Linked DNA regions of Mus musculus: regions 1, 2, 3, 4 and 5 are each linked to region 6. Evidence: chromatin contacts called from public Hi-C and promoter capture Hi-C data. All regions are on one chromosome and are shown on one strand. The core of a region is the stretch at or near the end of the contact, and the rest is flanking DNA. Distances in the headings are between cores, read along the strand shown. Region 1 holds the start of Cpsf6 (cleavage and polyadenylation specific factor 6). Region 2 holds the start of Dusp6 (dual specificity phosphatase 6). Region 3 holds the start of Rab21 (RAB21, member RAS oncogene family). Region 4 holds the start of Zfc3h1 (zinc finger, C3H1-type containing). Region 5 holds the start of Tbc1d15 (TBC1 domain family, member 15). Region 6 holds the start of Ppp1r12a (protein phosphatase 1, regulatory subunit 12A).

Region 1 (2,700 bases), core at 47-2,546, 9.2 Mb after region 6:
TTTGAAAACCGTGAATATAGGAAATGCACTAAAAAAAAAAAAATATTTAGAGGGCAGTAAGAGGCTAGACGATCCAAACCCTGGCAAGCAGACCCTTCCAAGGATATTTATTCATCATGAGACGCTGGTTCTAGGCATCCCAGGCGGGTGAGACCGGAAAACCTTACACGTCTCACTTTCTCCAGCCTTTCAAACCGTGAAGTCGAGCCCACAGGGCAAACACTTCGCTTTCAAACTACAGTCACGTTCACAACGACTTGTCAGGCACGCTACCCAGGATTCCGATTCCGAGTGGCCGGTCTCCCTTTCAGTCTCTCCGGTCTGTTAAGCTAGGATACCACCATCTTTTTTGTTCTGTCCAGCCACCGCGCTCCCAAGTCTTTGGCGCAAGCCATTTATCCTCTCCGATATTTCGCTTCACAAAGGCCAAGGACTGGGCCTCGGAGGCACTGCAAACCCTCGATGACCAAGGCGGGCCGACGCACCGACTTTTAAATGCGATCGGTGGCTCCAAAAGTCAGATGACTTGTTGCGGATGGAACCAAACCTAAGCAGCCTTCCCTTAAGGGGACCGGCGAGCAAGGAACCGGGCGCCACGCCGAAACCCGTCGCAAAGGCGAGCGGGAGCCCAGGGAGAGCGGGCGCGCGGGATACAAAGGGCTGTGAACGCGGCCTTCCATGAGGCGACCGTGCGCGGACAGAGACACAAAATGGAGCGGCGGGAGGAGGAATCGGAACCCGAGGCGGCAGGGCCGGGATGGAGGCGGCGGGCGAGCGCGCGGCCGGGCCAGGGCTTCCCCTCTGGCCGGCCGCGGGGGAGGGGGCGCGGCGGCCCGTTCTCCCCGCCCCGCACACGCGGCCTAGCTCGGCGGGAAGCGCCCGCCACCGAGCCAACAATGGAGCGGGAGACCGTCCGGAGGAACCGGGCGGGCGGCTGCAGGGCGACCGGGCCCCGCGCTCCAGAGCCCCGCGGCCCGCAAAACGACGCGCGAGAACAAGGGCTGAGGGGCCGTCGCGCACGGCGGCGCGGCCCGGAGGCGCCAAGGGCGCACGGTCTGCAGCGAAGCCGGCTCGCGGCCCGCGGCGGCCCTGGTCAGCCGGGCGTCCGGGCCGCGGCACAGTCTGCGGCGGCGGCGGCGGCGGAGCCCGGACCCTCACGTACCTGGTTGAACTCTTCACCCACATCCGCGTAAATGTCTATGTGGTCCACACCGTCCGCCATCTTCCCTCGGCCTCGGCCGCCGCCGCCGCCGCCTCCTGCAGGTCGGCCCGCCGAGGCAGCAGCAGCGGATCTGGCGGTGGGGGCGGGGCGCCCTACGTCACTTCCGAGGGGCGGAGACCAGGGCGCAGCGGCCCGCTGCTGGTGACGGGGGACCCCGCCGAAGGTCCGCGGCGGTTCCGAGGCGCTAACTCGTTCCTTTGTGTGCAGGATTAAGCCGCGGCTGGGGCAGGGGCGTGATTTCCTGTGCTACCCCGCCATACCGCATGCCATGGAACCCGCTTGTTTTCAGAGACTGTCTTTTCAAACTGCTTCTGGCACTATTTATCTATCTACATATCTATAGATGAGAGATCTATCTAGTGAGAGATATAGATATATATACATCTATATAGAGAGAGATAGATATTTATATATTTGCGTTTTCATTTTTTTCCTACTTTTTTTTTTTTTTTTTGCTTCCAAGGTTTCGAGAGATGAGAGTTATGTGTACGCAATTAAAAGCGAGATATGATGTCCTGGCCAATGTCTTATTCTTGCTTCTTCAGACAACTGAATTTTTTGAGTTATTTGCATATAGCATATTTGCATCTCTTATCTTTATGCAGTTGTAAGCATCTTTTCCGCTCCTTCCTTCACATCCTCCTCTTCCCCCTTCCTCCCCCATTGCCCTTGCTTTTACCTTTTTATCTCTGTTGTAGGTTTTCTCCAGCCATCGTTCAAAGGATTCTATCCTCATTTTTAGAGCACGTACAACAGAGCAGATGTATCCTAAATCAACGAACTCCTGGATTCAGAATGCTGAGCTAGAAGGGAAATTAAAACGGTGGCTTGAGGTCCAAACATCCCGTTTTACAGATGAGAGAACTAAGGACTCGTAGAGCATAAGTTATTTAACTGGGGTTACATGGCTCGTAAAAGTGCACACCTTTTGACGCCGATATATGATTCAGAGATCTCTCTCCATTTCCAACGGCTCCACCTATTTCTTTCCTTCCCGTTCAAAAACTCACCAGGTCACTCAGCTGCCTGTGTGCTTGATATAAATTCAGTTCCCACAGCGCTCTCAAGGAGCGTAGAGAGAACCGAACCAAATCCTCTTAAGTAGTCCTCTGATCTACTCAGCACCTCTGACTGCTCTCACTTCCAGCCCCACCCTGCCAAACAAATTAACAAAAAAGCAAAACAATAACCAAAATAATAATAATAACAAAAATACCAGATGCAGACTGGTCTGAAATCATCAAAAACCTAAAGAAACATCTATGCTTGAGATGTCTGTAAAATCTTGGTTGCAGTCACAGAGACTAATCTCTTAATCTGAATAAACATTTCTTTAAATTCCTTTTTTATACATCGGGGTGTTTTGCCTGCATACAGTCTGTGTACTACACATGTGTGCAGTGTCCTGGGAGCGCGCAAAAAAGGACATCAGTCGACTAAGACTGGTATTAGACAGGTTTATGAACCACTACATGGGT
Region 2 (2,700 bases), core at 68-2,567, 8.9 Mb before region 6:
CAGGGACACCTCTGGCTCCTTTTCCGCTCCAGGTCTCTCACTAGGCGACGGTTCCGCGACGGCCTTACAAGCGATCACGGGGTCGTCGCGTGTCCTGCCCCCCCCCCCCCATCCCCCAGAGCAGCAATGCTGCGGCCAAAGCGCAGCGCGCAAGCGCGTTTGGAGCTGCTAGCGTGCTCCTTGCGGGGCCCGGGGACCGCTGCAGCCTAGAAAGGATAGGGGACCGGCCTCTGTCCACAACCGCCACTGTTTACGCTTGAGTTCCCGCAGGCTTGCAGGTCTCCGGGGTGCAGGAAACGTTGGTGAGGCCTGTCGTCCCAGGCACCTAACCTAGGCTGCCTTGCCAGACCGGTTCCTCTTAGAAACCAAACTCTGCTCTTGGCTCCAGATCGTTAAAGGAGCTCGACTCCCCAGGCTCGATGGGTGACCGGTGATGGTGGTGGGGAGCAAGATCTCCGGAACAATGGCTCAGAATGCCCCCACTTCACCGGAGCAGAAGAAAAGTGCAGGGATAGCTGACAAGGTTTTGGGTGCTTACACCACCCGCCCCCCCCCCTCCGCTGCCGCCAAGAAAGTTGAGAAAGCCCGGGGTTGGGGCGCTTCTGGTTTTCTGGACAACCAAACGCTTGTTTGCTTAGTTGCTTTAAAATGTTTCAACAAAACACTAGTTTGTTTCTAGAGATGTTGGATTAGCATTTAACACTTCGTTGGGTCGCTAAAGCCCAGGCAGTCCACCAGTCCCAACACAGCCTCGCCTAAAAGGACATTAGAACAAACAGAACTAGACTTTTAAAAGAGCCAAACAAATGCCACACACGATCTAAAGGAGGACCGGGTTGGGGGTGGGGGAGCAGGGGCGGCGCTATGGCGGGCTTGGATCTAGCGTTAAAGAGAATTAAAAAGGGGGAAAACCCCTCAAGTTTTATTAAGGCTAACTTAAGATTGTAAGCGTCGCGAATAAGGGCTTTTGTGCTTGCTAATTGCACTACTGGTGCGCAAGAGTTAGACGCGAAGTGTGAACTCTAAACAGAAGGAAACACGAGACAACTTTAGTGCCCTGGTTTATGTGCCCTGCTCCTCCTCCACCGCCGCCTCCTCTTCTTTCTCCTTCCTCCCGCCGAGCCCGCAGTTGCAGCTTGTTTGCACTGGGGCTTATCCGGAGCGGAAATTCCTTTCCGTTTTTGTGAATGACAAACTCATTAACAATTCATCAACACAACCTGTTCCAGCCGGCCCGTCCCCACGGCAACAGCCCCTTCCGCAGCGCGCTCATTGGCTGACCGAGAGAATGTATCCATTGAGACGCTGGCTGTTTGTATCCATTGAGGAGCTGCCTCGCACAGGGGGTGTGCTCTCGCGGAGTCCTAGGGACTGTGAGCAAACCCAGTCTTGAATAATCCGGCGAGAAACACCGGGTTGGATCCGAGGTGCAGCCTCAGAGGGAAGGATTAAGAGCCGCTAGACTTTTTTTCTTTTCCCTTTTTCTCCTCTCAGTGGCACGGAGTCCGAATTAATTGGATTTCATTCACTGGGTAGGAACAAAACTGGGCACCTTCATTCAGAGAGAGAGATTCATTGACTCGGAGAGTGATCTGGTGCAGAGGGACCACCGACTTGACTTCTGTGTCGCTTTCCCTAACCGCTAGCCTCGGCTTGGGAAAGGCGAGGCGGAATCAAACCCCGCTCCGAGAGCGGGAGCTTCGCGCAGCGTGCTCGGCCTATGCCTGCCTCGAGGGGCGTCTGCTAGGCACCCCGCCTTCTCCTGCAGCTCGACCCCCATGATAGATACGCTCAGACCCGTGCCCTTCGCGTCGGAAATGGCGATCTGCAAGACGGTGTCGTGGCTCAACGAGCAGCTGGAGCTGGGCAACGAACGGCTTCTGCTGATGGACTGCCGACCACAGGAGCTGTACGAGTCGTCACACATCGAATCTGCCATTAATGTGGCCATCCCCGGCATCATGCTGCGGCGTCTGCAGAAGGGCAACCTGCCCGTGCGTGCGCTCTTCACGCGCTGCGAGGACCGGGACCGCTTTACCAGGCGCTGCGGCACCGACACCGTGGTGCTGTACGACGAGAATAGCAGCGACTGGAATGAGAACACTGGTGGAGAGTCGGTCCTCGGGCTGCTGCTCAAGAAACTCAAAGACGAGGGCTGCCGGGCGTTCTACCTGGAAGGTATGTTGTGCGCCCCGGGTGCAGGGCTCCGGGCTGGGACTGCAGGCTGGGGAAAATGTTAGCGAGGTAGCGATCGCCGCTTGCATTGCGCTTAGGGGAGCTAGCTGGGCCACCGTGGTAGCTTCTCCTTCAAGGGTTAATCAGGCACCTTTCTTTGGGTAGGTGTAGGATTAAGGTTCACAAGAGCTGGAAACGTAGTTCAGGGTGCAGCTTGGCACCTCGCAGCTCCTCGAAATATTAAGAAAAGTAATCTTGTGCATTTCCAGATTCAGGAGAATAAGTGTTCCCAGGGTAAGCAGCGGGTAGTGTTCCTAAAGGTGCGCATTGAAGCGTGCTTCTACCACTGCCGGGGGTTCCTAGGGTGCCTGTCCATAGTGTTCTTTGTGCTTCTCACTAGCTGTAAATTACTACAGCTTCTCCGGTTACAAGATTGCTTTTCTTGTTTCTGGCAGGTGGCTTCAGTAAGTTCCAGGCCGAGTTCGCCCTGCACTGCGAGACCAATCTAGACGGCTCGTGCAGCAG
Region 3 (2,700 bases), core at 87-2,586, 7.2 Mb after region 6:
AAGATCACGGGGCTATGGAAATAAATGGGGGTAGGATATGGATCCAGACGCCCAAACTCAAGATCACTAGCTTTTTTAGCCTCTGGACAGTCTGATCAAGACATGTTAATAGATAAATTCCTTCGAACACATGCAAACTGATTTTTTTTTTTAAGGAGACCAGGGAGATCGCAGATCCTTCAATGGCCTGGTTTCACTTTCAATTACATTGTAACACTTCCACACTTCCAATGGAACTGTAGAAGAAAGCCAGCGTTTTATGGCCTGACAGTAAAGAAAACGTGTAGCAGCAGTGCCTAGATTTTTTTTTTTTAGTTTGAAGACCGATTGCTGGCCACTACGCAACACGATGTTTCAACGCGGATAAGATCAAACCCCAAAGAATAAGGAAGCCACACGTCCGGACACAAGAAGGCTGCAAAGAAACGGGGTAACCGACAAGCAGCAAACAGTCGTTTAAAACAAAAACAAAAAAACCCTCCAACGACGGGTGTTTTACCACTCCATTTACTTTGAAAGCAGGACAAAATGGAACTTGCATAAACACTTAGTCATCAGTACGCTCTGGAAGTTACAAACCACCTCGTTCGCAAATTCTAATCCGTATCCGAGTTCCTACTTGGCGAAGAAAGAAGAAGGGCTGATGGTCTCGGAGACCACAGAGTGAAAACACCTGGTGTCCCCAGCCGAAGCCCATCAGAGGGGAAAACCAGCACGCAGACCGGGGGACTCCCCGACCTGCGCAGCCTCCACCGGCAACTGGGGACTTTTCCGGGTCCTCTCCCTCCCCACTGTGGGTCTTGACATCTACCGTGTGCTGAGGCCCGCGGGTCCCCAAAGCGATTGCAAAAGGCAATGGGAAGGCAGGGAAGGGGGTTTGACAGGCCAGAGGCAGAGGAGCGGGCGCGGGTCCCCAGCCCGGCTCCCCGGGGTCTGCACCTGCAGGGTGGTGATGTGCTTGTCGTTGAACTTGTTCTCGCAGTAGCGCAGCACCAGCGACGTCTTCCCCACGCAGCCTTCCCCGAGCAGCACCACCTTGAAGGAGTAGGCTCGGCCCGCCGCCGCCGCCGCCCCGCCGCCGGCCGCAGCCATCCCGCCGCCGCTACCCCGCCGCCCGAGCCCAGCGCCGCGCCGAACCCCGCACCGCCGCCGCCGGGGCGCCCGCTCCTCCCGGGCCCGGCTCTTTCACGCCCCGCCGAGCCCGGTGCTCGCCGCGTCCTTCCGCGGGCGAGGCCTGCGAGGGCCGAGAGAAAGTCCCAGAATGAAGGGCCCCGGCCACCACGTCAGGGACCCGAGGCTAGGGGAGAGCTGCCTCTCCTCCCTCTAATGGCGTCTCCTTCCTCCTACGTCACACCCCTCGTCACGTGACCGCGGTGGGCGGAGTCGGCGGCGGGCGAGCCTGGGCCTGTTTCCGCGTCCGCACGAACCGGCTCAGCATCCCGGGAATCCTGCGGTGGGAAGGAGCTGATCTTTGCGATCTGACCCCACTCTGATGGAATAGAATACAGGACATGATCGCCCGGCCCGAGGAATGGTCCCAAAGCGGATAGCCATCACACCAGGGGTCATCACACGCAAAGTCCGGCCAAGGTGCCCTTGAGTCTCTTTCTCTGGGCGCACAAATCCGGGCTCATGAACTTTACAGTTCGTCCACACGGCCAGGTCCTCGAGTCATCGTCCAGGTCTCAGCTTAAACCGGAAAGGCTTCCCTGACCACCCAGACCTTCCCACATCCTTCCATCCCTCTTACTCACTTCCTCACCGAGATATTTCCTAACAATGGTGCGCCTTCTTTATCGCTGCTTGCCACACTCGGTGGAATTCCGATTCGGTTGTAGGTTTAAGAGCAAGGATTGCAGAAGACTTAACTTCTCTCCGTTTCCAGCCCTAAAAGCCCAGGCTAAGAATAAATGCGGTCCCATCATCAGTCATCACTCCTGGTTCCCCAGGATTTCTGTCTATGCTGAGTCCACTTTGATGGGTCTGGTTTATTGGACGATTGCTTATTTTTTCTTCCTGTGTTTCCATTTTATTTCATGAAATACACTTTCCAAGAAAGCAACCTGGTATTTCTGAAATTTTGTAGTTTGGTGTCACTTAAAATAAACTTTCATCTCATCAGACTAATTTTACACTTCAACTTAAAGGCAGCTCATTCGTTCATTCAACGAGGGCGTGAATGTAGCCAATGCTTGCCATTCTCTGTGTCGCATTAGATACAATGTCTCTGTCCTCAGAGAGCTTACATTTTTAACCAAGGAAACAACGCATGCGCAATTTACACACTGCATGCTTTTTAAGGAGAAGCAATTCAGAATGTTTTACAAAGATACATGGGAAGCTAGCTGAGTTAGCGTCCTAGAAGAGCTTCCTGGAGAAAGCTGCCTTTTGTTAGGAGTATCTTCGGCAAAAAGGAGAGCCGTGAAGTAGAAAGGAGCATCCGACATTGACGTGTGACAAGAAGTCAGACAAGAAATCAGAGACATTACCTTTAAGTTCAAGGCCAGCCTCTTTTGAATTGTGAGCTCTAAGCTAATTGGAGCTACATAGCAAGACACCATTTCAGTAATAATAATAATGATAATATTTACAATAATAATGCAAATAGGAAAAGAATTTGTGATGTAACTTGCAAGGTATCAATTCAAAAACAGTCTTTAACCTGGTACAGAATGTTATCGGGTCCTTTTACAAAATTAT
Region 4 (2,700 bases), core at 113-2,612, 7.2 Mb after region 6:
ATTCAAGTCGGTGTTCACATGCTTTGGAGTTTGACTTAACAGAATTAAAGACATGACTGTACGTTCAACCTGTGTGTGAGTGCGTGATTCTGTTCAAGAGAGAGTTTCTATTTGCTCTTTGATAAACATTGCTTAATTAGATTGACTCAGTTACCATGTGTGACTATTAGAAATGTTTCCCACGTCAATTCCAGTAGTGAAAATTGCCTAATCTTAACTCGAACTCAGCAGGCTTCTAAAGTGATTTGTTGGTTTGAACCCTTATGGCGTCATTCTTCTTAAGGCATGGTCTAAGATATAAAAAATAAAAGAGTAGAAAATAAAGGTATACTCATCACTTTTTAATGCAAGGCATAGTAACTCGGGTTTCTTTTTCTTTTCTTCCTTTCTTTCTTTTTTTTTTTTCAAATTTGGTAAACTTTCCTCGGAAAAGGAGCAAATGTTTCCAGATGTGCGGACCCACACACAAAGGACAAGAGCGAGGCTCCCCTTGCTCTTCGCAGCTGGGCAAGTGACCAAAGTCAGAGGACCTTGTTCTTCTGACACGACCGAGACTCAAGACTGCCTAGGCTCCCGTTTCCGTCACCCCGCTCCCCTCCCAGGTTTACCTGTGGAAGCTGATGTTAATGTGCTTGTTGTAGGTAGCAGCACAGCCCGCCGCGGCGCAATTGGTCGGCATTTCCCCGGGCCCCTCATTCGGCGCCACCTTACGCCACTTCGGAGGCGCTGCCCGCTAAGCAAGCTTCTGTCAAACGCTAGACAAACGAGGCAGGCGACCCCGCGCCGCCAGCTCGGTGCAGAGCGCGGGGAGGGCAGAGGGGCGTGCACAGTACCGGGGTGGGAGGGAGGGCCCACTCTCCTGTCTCTTTATTAATATGGCGGGCTTAGGCCTGCAGAGCCAACGTGCCGGAGCTCCGGGCGCAGACAGTCGCCTTCACCAACATGGCGGCCACACCCGCTCCCCGCCCTCCCCTACCTCCCGGGGTCCCAAAGAGACTAGGTCCAGCGTCTCAGACGGGGGCCCCCTAGCAATGAATGAGAAGATGGCAGATGTCTTCCCCACCGACTAATGACTCTGAAACTCAGGTCTGCGGCTGAAAGAGCATGTCCGCAACCCAGACACTAACCCCTTCCTTCCCCGCCTGCCACCTCGGACGGGATGCTAGGGGACAGTTAAGACTGCAGGGACACAAGGGCGAAGCCTGGAGCAAGAGGAGACTACAAATCCCAGCCAGCACCGCGGCGGACATGGGGGTGGGCGCTTCCTGTCTCGCAAGACTCGGAGGGTCGCCTTCCGGCGTGCCGCAGGAAATGACGCTCGGGACCCGGCCTCCTTCTACAGAGGCTTTCTCGCGAGGCGGAAGAGCAGCAAGGGGGCGCTAGGAGAGGGAACTGGCGAGCGACGGTCCGACGAGCGAGAGAGAGCGATCTGGGGTGCGGGGAAGTTGGGGAGCAGAACCTGCCGGGCGTCCGAGCACGGGAAAGGCCGCGCCCGCCGGGTCCGTTAGGACAGAGGGCGGAGGAGGAAGGGGAAGGCAGGCGGCGGTCGGGCGGTCCCCGGCCGGAGGGCTTCAGGTCGTGTGGCCAGCGCTGCACTCCGGATGGCGGCCGCCGCCGATCCTTCGACCCCGGCCTCTAGCGGCCTCTCGCCGAAGGAAGAAGGGGAGCTCGAAGACGGGGAGATCAGCGACGACGACAACAGCCGGAGCCGGAGCAGCAGCAGCAGCAGCAGCGGCGGCGGGCTGTTACCGTACCCGCGGCGGCGGCCTCCTCCCCCGGCCCGGGGCGGTGGATCCGGGGGAGGCGGCGGCGGCTCCTCGTCCTCCTCGTCGTCCTCCCAGCAGCAGCTGAGGAATTTCTCACGCTCACGGCACCCGGCCGAGCGGGGCCAGCTCAGGGGACCCAGCAGCTACCGACCCAAAGAACCGTTCCGGACTCACCCGCCCCCAGGGCGGATGCCGTCGGGGTCCCTGTCGGAAAGCAGCCCCCGGCCGTCCTTCTGGGAGCGGAGCCACATCGCCCTGGACCGTTTCCGCTTTCGAGGCAGCAGGCCTTACCGGGGTGGGAGTCGCTGGAGTCGGGGGCGAGGAGTGGGGGAGCGAGGAGGCAAGCCGGGGTGCAGACCTCCTGGAGGAGGAGGATCAGGAGGAGCGGGATCCGGATTCGGCAGCAGCCAGAGCTGGCGAGAACCCTCTCCACCCCGCAAGAGCTGTATCCTTAACGTGGCGGTCCGCCCTGGGTGTGTCGCCGGAGCTCCCTTTGGCGTCATGGCTAGGTCCCGGAGTTTTTTAACTTTTCAGAACCACTCATTTCTCTCCCCCGTTCGTCGGCGGTTGTCACGGGCCGCACTCCACCGCTATTTTCGTAGGCTGTTTGACTGAATGGGTGCCTTTTGCTTTTGGATAGGACTGTGTCATGGATTCGGGTCAGCTAGGGAAATGAAATACAGTCTGGGTTTTTAAACAGGACACCAACAGCCCAAGTTTTGTTTGTCTATTTGTTTGTTTGTTTCTTTTTTGCAAGCCCTGGGATTTCGTATTTAACAGGAAATCGACTTAGATTATTAAGGAAAAGAAGTACTCAAACATCTGGAGGAATACTGTTACTTTTATTACGTCCTGACTTTAGAGTTCGTAAAGTTTTCCTCTGTAATTCTTACTGTTCTTGTGATTTTTTTTTTCTTAAATTTGTAGTTATTCA
Region 5 (2,700 bases), core at 46-2,545, 7.1 Mb after region 6:
TTTTAAAAGGGCAAGGATATAAGTATACCCTAAAAGGATGCCCAACCAATTTTTCGAAAGAGCAAGACTACGTAACGTATAAGCGCTTCTGTTGCGTCTACCCCTAAGCACTCCAATACAGGATGCCCGGCATCCCTTCCGTTCTGCAGATAAAGACGAAGAACAGAGAAGCCTCAATTATCCAATTTCCCAAGGTCACAATTCAGATCTGCACCGAAGATAAGGCCGGTATTTGTTATTCCACAATCTAAATCTGCACAAACGCTGTCAAGTTCAAAACGAGGAGAAAAGCAGCGAAACATACTACGTGGAACTGAAGGAACAGCGGAAGCTATCTGCAACAAGTAAACAGGTCTTAGTGCTCTGAGTCATTACCAGCCGGTCACTGACGTTTGCGAAATAACTCGCCACTGGGAAACGCAGTCAGGTGCATCGCATGAAGCAGATAACCCTATATTCGCACAAGCTGTCTCTCTGCATATAAACTGCTAATCTAATCTAATCTCCGTACCTAATGGTGGTTCCTAGCCCACTGTGAGGGTGTCACTGACAGAGCCTCCTGTAAAACAGCAGGGCAGACACCCACACACAGAAACGCCCCCGAAGACATCTAGGAAACAAACGTTTTCATAAAGGCTTTTCTAGATGAGCCCAGCGCGGTGTCAATCGCCAGTTCCCAACCTAACGCCCGCAACCATTAACCATCTGGGTAATTTTTCGAACAGGACCCCAAGCTCTGAGGACAGAGTTGCAGAGCTCCTGGTCAGCTCCTCTGCATGGTGACTCGACGCCTTCCCCCAAAGACGACAGAGAGCCAAGCAAGCCAGGGTGGCCAAAGGCTTTTTACAAGAGAAGGTTTTACGGTCGGAAGGGCAGACGTAAAGAACCAGAGTCACAGGGGGAAGGAACGGATTCAGGGGTCCCCGAAAGGATCCGCGCTGCGGGGCAGAGCCGGGGACAAACGCCCAGGCCTGCACCGCCTGGGAGCAGGAACCGTCTAACCCCGCGCTCACCCAGCCAGCACCCCGGAGGGGCAGCTCGCACCCCGCGGAGCCCCTTCGCTGTCACACGCCGGTCTCCTCTGAAGCCGACCTGGCTCGCCTGCCCCTCGGCGGCCGCCCGCCCGCCCGCCAGCCGCAGGCCACCGGTCAGGAGCACCCGCACCAGCCGGTGCCGTTACTCACCTTCCCGCTCACAACACCCGCCGCCGCCATGTTCCCCCGCGCGTGCCTGGTGATGACGTAGCACAACCTCACGTGGCTCTCGGACTCACAACAACATCCGGTCGGGCTAAAATAACATCCGGGCGGGAAAGGGGCGGGGAGGAGCGGGAACAGCAGTTAGGCGCATGCGTGGTGAGGATGCTAAGAGGGTGGAGCCGTCGTGCCGTACTGCGCGTGCGCGTGCTTCCCCCACATTTTAAATAGAAGTCTACGGCTTTTGAAGTTTGCTCGGGCGTGGCACTTTTAACTTGGGGAACGGCTGGCGAGTCTCTTGGGTGTGATGGAAGGAGCACCTTGTTTAGACCCAGAACACGATGCCACAGCTTTCTTGCTTTAAATAAGTCACGGTAAAATTGGAATCGCCTTGAACATCAGCCCTGGAGCTAATACACGCAGAGACTTTTCCCCTTGATATTAGAGGATTCTGAACATGAGTATTGTTGCTGTCACTCACGCATGACCTTGAGCATGGTATTTTTATAGGAACTGTAGTTACTACAAGGCCCTTTATCGCTCCAGAGTTCAGGGTGCCTCCACAGCTTAGTGGTTATGATTTCAATTCCTAAAATTCACCCAAGCATCTGCATGTAAAGGATCATGTATGGCCATACGGATCTCCCCCATGTTTGGAAACAGATCGGTAAACTATTAAGTTCAAAATCTAATTCCTTCTCAGCGCAGCACCCTGAGACTTAGCTCCGGTACACAATAAAATTGACATCTTAGAGCAGTTAGCAATAGTTCTCCACCTACCTAATGCTGCGACCCTTTAATACAGTTTCTCATGTTTTGGTGCGGACCCCACCCCAACCAAAAAGTTGTTTTTGTTACTACTTCATAACTGTAACATTACTGCTATTATGAACCGTAAAGTATCTGTATTTTCCTATAGCCTTAAGAGACCCCTGTAAAAGTGTCGTTTCACCCACACAAGAGTCGTGCCTGCCCGCTGAGTTAGAGCCTTTTCAGGCTGCCTGAGGTAACAGCAGAAAAACGTGATCTGCAGGTTCTGTGAGTATCAGGAATCTAATCGGGGAGGGAGGTGCCTAAGTCTTACAGGAGAATGCATGCTTAGCCCCAGGAGGGACTCTGACCACCAAATATCAGAGATTCCAAGCAAGCCCTAGATCCCAGTGCCCAAGTTCTCACTGCTCGGTAAAGCAACGCATCTGCCAGCCATTAAGGAAGCAAGAGCGCAGTGAGTTGACAGCGAGAGAGCACAGGGGCTTATCAGTAGACCAGACTTCCCCAAGCCAACTGATTGTGGGTAGTAACCGGAGTCTGAATAATCAAAACTAGATTCTTCTGCTATCTCAGAAGGATGGAGTAATGTGGTTAAAGGAGAAACCTCACTATATTGTCAAAACTTAGCAGTGTCAGAATATAATGCTAAGTAATAGCAGTTACTCTACAACTTTTTGTAAATTTTAAAGAACTAATGTCTTAAATATCTAACATAATATAACATGGGCCAAAC
Region 6 (2,700 bases), core at 34-2,533:
AAGGAAGTAGTTTTATCTTAGCTTGGATTTTATTACTATTCCTAACATTGAAATTCAGAATATTCAGTTCTATAAGGTGGTTCCCCCAGCATATTTTACTCAGTTATTCTAATCTACCAGAAAGGCAACATGCTGAAGAGTAAGAAAATAACTTTTCACTGCTGTATTCCCAGCACTGGGAGGCGGTTAGGGGCAAGGCAACTATTTTCTTTGGGGGTGGGGGGGTTCACAGTCTACAGGATTCCCAAAAAGGACCAGTGGTAGGGTTTTATGACATTATAGATCTAAAGTGTATGGGACGGGAGAGTGTTTAGAAAAGGCAAAGCTAAAATCTCCTTATGATGTTCTTTGCAACACAAGAATTTAAGAAATGGGCTCAAATAAATCGTATTTACTGTATTTTCAGAGCCTAGGAAGTCACGACTTTTTAGACATGTACTGGATAAATATCAGTCGAAGTAACTGCCTTCGTCCACATTCCTTTTGAATTCTAGACGCAGCCGGGTCTTTACTCCATAGAAAGCAATGGAGCTGAAACCGTAAATCCCTTAAAAGGTCAGGAGCAGTTAACAAGGCTGAACTAGCCCTCATGGGCAGTGCCACCCAGGCCGAAAAGCGATGGAGGAAGAAGAAATCAAAACAGGCTTAAAGACGGGGGAAAAACAAAACAACAATACTGAGCAAGCCTAAGAGGAAAGACATTTCTGCAGTGGGTGTTTGCAGGAAGCCACTGCAATTAACCGCAGGTCACCATCCCCTGCCAGTAGGCGATCACCTCGGTCAATGCCACCGGGGCCGTGGAGACGACTCCGACCCCACTTTTAAAACGCTCTCATCAGGATCGCCCGGGTTTCCCCCCGAGTTCCTCGGGAAGAGCAACCCCCACAAGCACCTAATGCACGACCCGTGTCCTCTCCATTCAAATCACGCAGCCAATAGGAAAACCCTCCGCCCCGGGCAGACGCCTCGCGCGGCCCGCCGAGCCCGGGAGGAGGCAGGCAGGTCAGCCCGGTCCCGCCTCGCCGCCCGACCCGGCTGCCTCTAGAGCTCTCGGTCCCGCCGGACGAGACAACCTTCCTTCCCGGCCTCCTCCCTTCCAGGAGCGGCCCAGCCCCCGGCTGCCAGAGCCACACCCGCTTCCCTCCGGTAGCGCCCCCGCCAGCGCTCGGCCCCCGAGCTCTTCCTGGGCCGGGCCGAAGCCGAGGCCCAGGCCGAGGCGGGAGCGCGCATGCGCACTGGGCCGCAGGGCGCCTCCCCGGCCGCGATCTCGCGAAGTTACGCTCAGCCGGGCCGCGGCTGACGGACTGACGGGCGGGCGGCCGTGCCGGGGGCGGGAGGGCGTCTGTGGTAGGAAGAGAGGCCCGCTCGGCCGGGCTCGCCCCAGTGCTCTGTGGGATACTGGAAGTCTCGAGCGTCTCCTCCCCGGCTCGCGGCTCCGCTCCGCTCCGGCCCCTCTCTCTCTCTCTCTCTCTCTTTCTGTCGCCGACGCGGTCGCATACTCCCCCCGGCGGCGTCCCCTCGCCGCCGCCGCCCCCTTCCCCCCCGCCCCAGCTCGCGATAAGAGGAGCCGGCGGCTGGAGAGGGGATGAAGATGGCGGACGCGAAGCAGAAGCGGAACGAGCAGCTGAAGCGCTGGATCGGCTCCGAGACGGACCTCGAGCCGCCCGTGGTGAAGCGCCAGAAGACCAAGGTGAAGTTCGACGATGGCGCCGTCTTCCTCGCCGCCTGCTCCAGCGGCGACACGGACGAGGTCCTCAAGCTGCTGCACCGCGGCGCCGACATCAATTACGCCAATGTGGACGGACTCACCGCCCTGCACCAGGTCTGTGTGCCCGGCGTCCCCTCATCCGGACCCCGGAACCCCGGGGCCCGCTGTGGTGCTCGCGCCCGGGGCCGGGGCTGAGGCCGGGGGGTGGCGGGAGACTCCCTGCTTGCGGGTGAGGGGGCGGCTCCGTCGCGGGAGGCTGGCTGGGGCGCGGGGCTCCGGGCCCCCCTCCAGAGCCGCTCGCCCGCAGCCTGTGCAGTTTGGGGGGGGACCCGGCCGATGTTCCTGGGCGCGGGGCAGAATGGACTGTGGTCCTCTTGGGGGCCTCCAGGGCCATTTGTGGACATGTGTCTGGGTCTGGTAGTCTGGGTCAAGCCGAGCCGGAGAGTAATGGGTTGTGCCGAGGCCCGGTGTCAGTGATAGACCGTGGGGCGGGGAGGGTTGTTGAAAAAAAAAAATCCACTAACAGGGACTCTTGGGGCAGATGGAGCCCACTGGCCTGGAGGTGGGCATTGGTGTTGGTGTACATTTTTAGGACTTGATTACAAATGAGGATGATGATATTAGTGATCCCGAACCCTTAAAGCCCGAACCCTTAAAGCCGGGTGCCCCGAGCGAACGATTTCCTGTTTTCTCCTTTATTACTCTTGGTCACTGGGGAGGGGGAAACGGGGTGTAATTAGCTAATCCGGAGTGGCTGAAAGAGAGGGGATTGGTAGTGAATCTGATAAGGGAAGTCTTCCCGAGTGGGCTTGCCCACCTCGTAACTGGAGTCTATGGGTTCCTGTACTCGAAGTTGGTCGCAGTCACAGATCCCTGAGTCCTGGCTCCTGGAGTGCACACCGGGGCTAGGGAAGATGGGAATAAACACTGTGTACTCCTCAAAGACAGTTGCCAAACTTTATTATTATTATTTTTTTATTTTTTGGTGGTGG

The links. Promoter capture Hi-C pulls out the DNA fragments that hold promoters and counts their contacts. A called contact is a pair of places that touch in the nucleus more often than the background predicts.
Region 1: a promoter capture Hi-C map of 3T3-L1-derived adipocytes shows a contact between it and region 6, with 2.7 times the contacts expected there. The contact joins the promoter of Cpsf6 here to the promoter of Ppp1r12a in region 6. A contact is called at or near these places in 2 of 39 promoter capture datasets (the 3T3-L1 cell line and 3T3-L1-derived adipocytes).
Region 2: a contact with region 6 is called in a Hi-C map of B cells, with 5 read pairs. The contact joins the promoter of Dusp6 here to the promoter of Ppp1r12a in region 6.
Region 3: a promoter capture Hi-C map of pre-B cells shows a contact between it and region 6. The contact joins the promoter of Rab21 here to the promoter of Ppp1r12a in region 6.
Region 4: a promoter capture Hi-C map of pre-B cells shows a contact between it and region 6. The contact joins the promoter of Zfc3h1 here to the promoter of Ppp1r12a in region 6. A contact is called at or near these places in 1 of 39 promoter capture datasets (pre-B cells) and 1 of 484 Hi-C or Micro-C datasets (pre-B cells).
Region 5: a contact with region 6 is called in a promoter capture Hi-C map of pre-B cells. The contact joins the promoter of Tbc1d15 here to the promoter of Ppp1r12a in region 6.

What each region holds. Positions count from the first base shown.
Region 1 is chr10:117,375,677-117,378,376 of GRCm38.p6, forward strand. It overlaps Cpsf6 (cleavage and polyadenylation specific factor 6), which reads right to left and starts at 1,297. Exons shown (of 10, transcript NM_001013391.2): 1 at 1,163-1,297. The coding sequence starts at 1,222.
Region 2 is chr10:99,261,914-99,264,613 of GRCm38.p6, forward strand. It overlaps Dusp6 (dual specificity phosphatase 6), which reads left to right and starts at 1,318. Exons shown (of 3, transcript NM_026268.3): 1 at 1,318-2,178; 2 at 2,631-2,700. The coding sequence starts at 1,779.
Region 3 is chr10:115,314,255-115,316,954 of GRCm38.p6, forward strand. It overlaps Rab21 (RAB21, member RAS oncogene family), which reads right to left and starts at 1,337. Exons shown (of 7, transcript NM_024454.1): 1 at 940-1,337. The coding sequence starts at 1,092.
Region 4 is chr10:115,383,597-115,386,296 of GRCm38.p6, forward strand. Zfc3h1 (zinc finger, C3H1-type containing) reads left to right here and starts at 1,363. Exons shown (of 35, transcript NM_001033261.2): 1 at 1,363-2,211. The coding sequence starts at 1,602. It overlaps Thap2 (THAP domain containing, apoptosis associated protein 2), which reads right to left and starts at 839. Exons shown (of 3, transcript NM_025780.4): 1 at 609-839. The coding sequence starts at 679.
Region 5 is chr10:115,250,198-115,252,897 of GRCm38.p6, forward strand. It overlaps Tbc1d15 (TBC1 domain family, member 15), which reads right to left and starts at 1,296. Exons shown (of 17, transcript NM_025706.3): 1 at 1,185-1,296. The coding sequence starts at 1,214.
Region 6 is chr10:108,160,815-108,163,514 of GRCm38.p6, forward strand. Ppp1r12a (protein phosphatase 1, regulatory subunit 12A) reads left to right here and starts at 1,284. Exons shown (of 25, transcript NM_001368736.1): 1 at 1,284-1,822. The coding sequence starts at 1,586.